Linked DNA regions of Mus musculus: region 1 is linked to region 2. Evidence: chromatin contacts called from public promoter capture Hi-C data. All regions are on one chromosome and are shown on one strand. The core of a region is the stretch at or near the end of the contact, and the rest is flanking DNA. Distances in the headings are between cores, read along the strand shown.

Evidence for each region. Promoter capture Hi-C pulls out the DNA fragments that hold promoters and counts their contacts.
Region 1: a promoter capture Hi-C map of trophoblast stem cells shows a contact between it and region 2, with 5 times the contacts expected there. The contact joins the enhancer-like site here to the promoter of Cemip in region 2. A contact is called at or near these places in 6 of 39 promoter capture datasets (the 3T3-L1 cell line, embryonic stem cells, liver and 1 more).

What each region holds. Positions count from the first base shown.
Region 1 is chr7:84,748,643-84,751,513 of GRCm38.p6, forward strand. The region is part of intron 2 of 2610206C17Rik (RIKEN cDNA 2610206C17 gene); the gene reads left to right. Among named protein-coding and RNA genes, the nearest start is that of Zfand6, 60 kb to the left of the region's middle. Within about 2 kb of position 1,324, at least 107 of the 459 cell types and tissues checked have an H3K27ac peak or open chromatin away from gene starts, as enhancers often do. A contact at or near this core is called in liver and trophoblast stem cells, where this site is marked.
Region 2 is chr7:84,085,255-84,087,954 of GRCm38.p6, forward strand. It overlaps Cemip (cell migration inducing protein, hyaluronan binding), which reads right to left and starts at 1,251. Exons shown (of 29, transcript NM_030728.4): 1 at 1,004-1,251.

The DNA.
Region 1 (2,871 bases), core at 74-2,573, 660 kb after region 2:
GAATGGAAGTTTTGTTATATTTAATTGATAATCTGTCAAAAACCAAAAACCCTGAAAACTTCCCATAATGACAAAATTGCTTTTGATGATTATCCACTTATTATTTGACTGGTTCCTAGTGTCATCCTGGTGTGTGCTCAAACAGGGAACTCTCTTTTGCTTTGGCATCCAGAAAGTTCCAGGCCTCTAAGGGAAGATATCAAGATGTTCAGATGTGGAGTAGAACACGGGAAAAGAAAACTACTATTCAGCTTTTTATACACTGGCTCATTCACAGGCATGACAAAACAAGTTGCGTGGGGACCCTCTAGGGTTTAGTGGAATGTCTTAGTACCCTTACAAGCTTGGGTTATATCTGCACCTGGCTTTTATAAGAAGTCCTTGGCACTTCTTCATGGTATTGCAGGGTCCACTGTTAGAAGCTTAAAGTCAAAATCTAGGATTTGGGTTAGGACTGTCCAATGCCCATCTACTTACTATCTTTTACCCCCACCCTTCAGGACTGAGTTCAACCTCTTCCAAGACTGCAGGGCCATAAAAAGATTCATGACTCCCTACCTCCAGCCCACACCTTGCCAATGTTCCGGCCCTACTGCCTTGGCTCCCTGGAAAGAATGCATCTCAAGCCGCAGGATCCTTGGCTATCTGGCATTTAACATGTCTCTCTAGTGTTTCTTACCAGAGCCATTGTGTCTCTCACCTACTTACTTCTGAGGTTCCCCATTCACGGACCACTGGTTACTGCGGGCAGACAGATTCTTTTCATGTTCATTTCCCATTCTCCCTCCCTCTCTCACTCTTCCCCACTCCCATCCTCTCTGTCTCCCATTCCCGTCTTTCCACTTTTTTTTTTCCCAGTAGGAAAAAGGATAGTTTATTAAGGAAACAGAAACAAATGAGCTTGGAAATATGCCAGAGGTGAGCTGAGCGAGTCCAGGCGGCTCTTTCTAAAGAATAGACTTGCCTTGCCTCAAGCCCCAGGGCTCACAGGCTGGGGTTTACTGAGCCTTTGAATGACCCTCAGTGACCTGTCCTGCCAGTCTTCCACCCGCTCCCTTTCTGCCTGCTTGTTGATTACATTCTACTCAATTTGAAACAGGGCGTTTTTTTTTCCCCCCAGATTCTGTTTGCTTTCCTCCCTCATCCGTATGCCTGGATCATTTATCCATGCCCGCTTCCAGCCTGGCAAACTCCTACACAAGCTGAAGCGTCAGCTCCCTGTAATCTCCTCCGAGAAGCTTTCCAACTCGCCCAAGGTGTTCCTGGCTATCAGCTAACTTGGCACACGCGGATAGGATTTTCAGGCATTTTCCTGTCTCCTTCACTAGAGGGAGTAATTCAAGGGCTGTACCGTCCCTCCCCAAATTCCAGTGAAAGAGCTCTTTGTGACGGAGGACGTTTGTTGCAGACACAGCCCTCACTGGCCTGCAGGTGTTTCCAGAGAAGAGTTGTCTTCTCTGGATTTTTGTTCCCGACCAAGCATTTGGTGTTGACCTGAAGCATTTCCCAGTCCGGCGTTCAGGAATTCTTACTGAAAAGGACCCTGATCTGAAAAGGTTGCGCTCTTCTAATGCACTTCCACTTGAGAACACGAGATGGCACCCGTGAAGAGGAAGAGCTGTTAGGCTGGCCCTGGACAGTTTCTTTCTTTCTTTCTTTCTTTCTTTCTTTCTTTCTTTCTTTCTTTCTTTCTTTCTTTCTTTCTTTCTTTCTTTCTTTCTTTCTTTCTTTCTTTCTTTCTTTCTTTCTTTCTTTCTTTCTTTCTTTCTTTCTTTCTTTCCTTCCTTCCTTCCTTCCTTCCTTCTTTCTTTCTTTCTTTCTTTCTTTCTTTCTTTCTTTCTTTCTCTCTCTCTTTCTCTCGTTCTCTCTCTCGTTCTTTCTGTCTTTCTTTTTCTTTCTTATCTCTTTCTTTCTCTCTTCCTTTCTCTTTCTTTCTTTCTTTCTCTCTCTTTCCCTTTCTTTCTTTCTTTCTCTCTCTCTTTCTCTCTCTCTCGTTCTTTCTTTCTGTCTTTCTTTTCTCTCTCTTTCTTTCTCCCTTCCTCCTTTCTTTCTCTTTCTTTCTTTCTTTCTCTCTTTCTCTCTCTCTCGTTCTTTCTTTCTGTCTTTCTTTTCTCTCTCTTTCTTTCTCCCTTCCTCCTTTCTTTCTTTCTTTCTTTCTTTCTTTCTTTCTTTCTTTCTTTCTTTCTTTCTTTCTTTTTTCCTTTTCTGGATTAGTCTATATGCAACTAATTTGAGATGATGAACCACAATTTATTCTGACACCTTCCCTTCTCTCTCCCTAAACTCACTTTCTATCCTCTTCCTGTACAAAAGAAAACCTGAGCTATCTAGCTCTAAAGAGTTATTTTTGCTTAAAAGCTAAAATTAAAACTCTGTGCTGTGAAACTTTGCTCTCTAAGCATGGTGTAGTGGCTATTCCTGGTTGTCAACTTGACAATATTTGGAATGAACTACAATCCGGAATTGGAAGGCTCACCAGTGACCCTTATCTGGAGGCTTGGAGATCCTTATCTGGATCTTGGTTTGAAGATCTTGAGCCATAGTGGCTATGGATTCCAGAAGATTGAATCTCCGAGTTTAAGGAACACACCCTTAATCTGGGCTACGCCTTTCATCTGGGATTAAAGGTGTGGTGGAACACACCTTTAATCTGGGCTCCACCTTCTGCTGGAGACAATATAAGGACATTGGAAGAAGGGAGTCTAGCTCTTGCTCTTGCTCCTTCGCCTGCTTGCTGCGTGAGACTGAGTAACTGCTAGATCCTTGGACTTCCATTCACAGCTGCGACTGAATCATTGTTGGGAATTGGGCTGCCGACTGTAAGTCATCAATAAATTCCTTTACTATTTAGAAATTATCCATAAGTTCTGT
Region 2 (2,700 bases), core at 1-2,500:
GCGGAGATGGAAATGACTCCCTGGCTCACGGTCTCCTGGACAGGCTTCAGCCAAGCCGTGGCTCTCACATCAAAAGCTTGGTTTTAAAGAGAAGGTCTTACCTGTGGGCAGAGTTGGCTGCTCGGAGCAGGACTGAGAACCTCAGACCTGGGGCGGGTAGAGTGTCCAGTCTTGGGGAACACCGGCACAACGCTCGGTCAAGAGCACAAGGATTCTCTGGGGTTCATTCCGAGATGTCACCGAACCAGAGCGGAGAGCTTGAGAACCGTGGACAACTCAGTCTTGTGCCTTATGGAGACCTTGGTTTTTCTGTCAATCTAGCGAGACCCTTCTTGCAGATGCTGTCTGTTGCCAGGGGCCACCAAATGTCCCTGCAGCGCTGCCAGGCTTAGTGTTTGTTTAAATAACAGCAGAGGCCACCGAGGTCGTCTAACATCAGATCATCTCCTCCAGCCCGGTGCCAGCGTATCACTGGGAGGGCAGAGGCAGGTTAGGGAACCCAGGAGACCTTGCCTACGTGGTAGCGACAAGGTACAGTCTTGCGAAGCTCACCATTAGCCACACGGTAAGCGCGTTCCCTGCACCGGGCTCCTTGCGAGACCTGCCTAGGGGCCATCTCTCTTCGATTAGACACTGTTGTTTGTGTGAACATCTGGTGCCATTCACAGGGGCACAAACTAAGCAAAACAGAAATCCACCTCCCGTCGAATACATTCCTGGACGATGGTGTCCCCAACACCTGACATTTGTAAAGATTTCAGAGACGAAGGACCGTGGCGGAGGCGTGTGCCCACCAATATATTCATGGATAGGCAGGCAGGCAGACAGACAGACAGACAGACAGACAGACAGTGGTAGACAGCATAGAATAATAGGCTGGACAATCAGACTGATGGAGGGCAACGTTCTACCTAACAGAGGGGAGAATGTGGGATCCGGTCTCTCCTCTCCTCCCCATAGCTTAACCCAAGCAGCCCTCGCGCCCTAGCTCCGGTCCTCTTACCTCAGGTTGATGACCGAGACCCTGCCACGCCTCGGGGATCTGGAGTGCAGCATCCCGTAGTCTAGTATCTGATCCCACGCGTTGAGCTCCTGAGCGTAAGCAAGTGGGACGGGAGCTGGCGGAAAGTGGGGTGCAGATTCCGACCTCACTCGGCACAGTGCTCCAGCAGCACCAGACCACTGCCACTCAGCGCAGAAGGCGCTCCTCGCTCGACTCCGCGCGCTCACTGGCTTAGTAGCTAGCTCGGAGCTGCCAGCCCGAGCCGACGCTTTTTATAGTCGCCTTCCGGGCCTGACTCCTCCCCACCAGAGCCCCCGGCGCCCGCACTCATCCCGTCCCCCCTGTCCCACCCCTGTCTCTGGGCAGCGTCCTCCCACTCACCGCGGTGGGCGGCCTGCGGGGCTGGACCCGGGCGGGCTCTGGCGGCCGCTCCGGGAGCCGCAGACCTGAGCCCGAGAGCCGCCGCCGGGACAAGCCGTGGCCACCAGGTGAGGGCGCTGGAGCCTAGGACGAAAGCTGCGGACCTCCGAGGGCTTAGTGATGGAAGCGCAGCTTGTATCCAGTGGCCTCCCCAAGGGACAGTCAGCCAGAAAAAAGAGATTTTGACAGAGTCGCCACCACTCTACGTTCAGGCTGTTAGATTTCAAACCCGTAACACTTTTTGTAAGCCAACATAGCAACAGAATCCAGGATCGCCTAGGTCTAGAGGTCTCTTAGAGAAGATCTTGTTTTGAAAGCTAGGGAGATGACCGCTAAGATGTTTACAGGTTTGAAAAAACAGAGTTCAGTTCCCAGAATCCTCATAAAAATGCCTTGGGTGGGCAATAGCCCTAATTTGTAATTCCAGAGCTGGGGAGGTGGAGACAGGTGGCTTGTTGGGGCTTGCTGGCCAGTCCGGGTAAAATAGAGATACCCGGTCTCAAAAACAAATAACACTCCAAGCAGCTTGACCTCTGTCTTAGGGGACACACACATACACACACACACACACACGGATAGTAGAGTTACTTCTTCACATGTGTCAGTTTTCTGCACATGCCAGTTACTTGACCATAAACAAGGGACTTCACCATTGGGCTCCCATGAGCCTGGAGAGAGGATTTCAGTGAGATTTTGTGGGTACTAAGTCATAGTAAGTGTTTGCTATCCTGCATGTAGTCTGTGCCTGGACAGGACAATGTTCTCAAGGATCAAAACAAGACAGTGCCACCAGTGAGTTATCCTCTGCCATAGGAATAAGTAAGCCCACCCAGAGCATCTAGCATCTCCTCAACACTGGGTGCCCTGAGCACCAGCTACCTATCCACTCTGACCCTGGCAAAAAGGGTGAAAGGTGCTGGGGATTTTTTTTTCCATTTCATTTTAATTCTAAGATGACAGCTTTGGTTGCAATTCTATATGCTGTCCCTCTTTGAGACTTATTGCTCAGCTCCCTCCTCTGGTTAATGAGAGTTCTCAAGTACACATTTCTTCCTGCCTGCCAATGTCCTATGCTCACTGCTGTGCGAGAGGGTCTTCATTCTAGGCAGTGCCCACCAGCTTTAGGAATCTCAGTGCAGGCTTTAGGGCCAGTCTATGGCAGAGACTTTGGAAGCCCCTGTCTAGGTCCTCTGGGCAGCAGCCTTTGGGCCATGTGTTGGAACCAGGGAAGCACAGCACTCCACCCCAGATCTTCTCTAGAAAGCTGGAACCAAAGA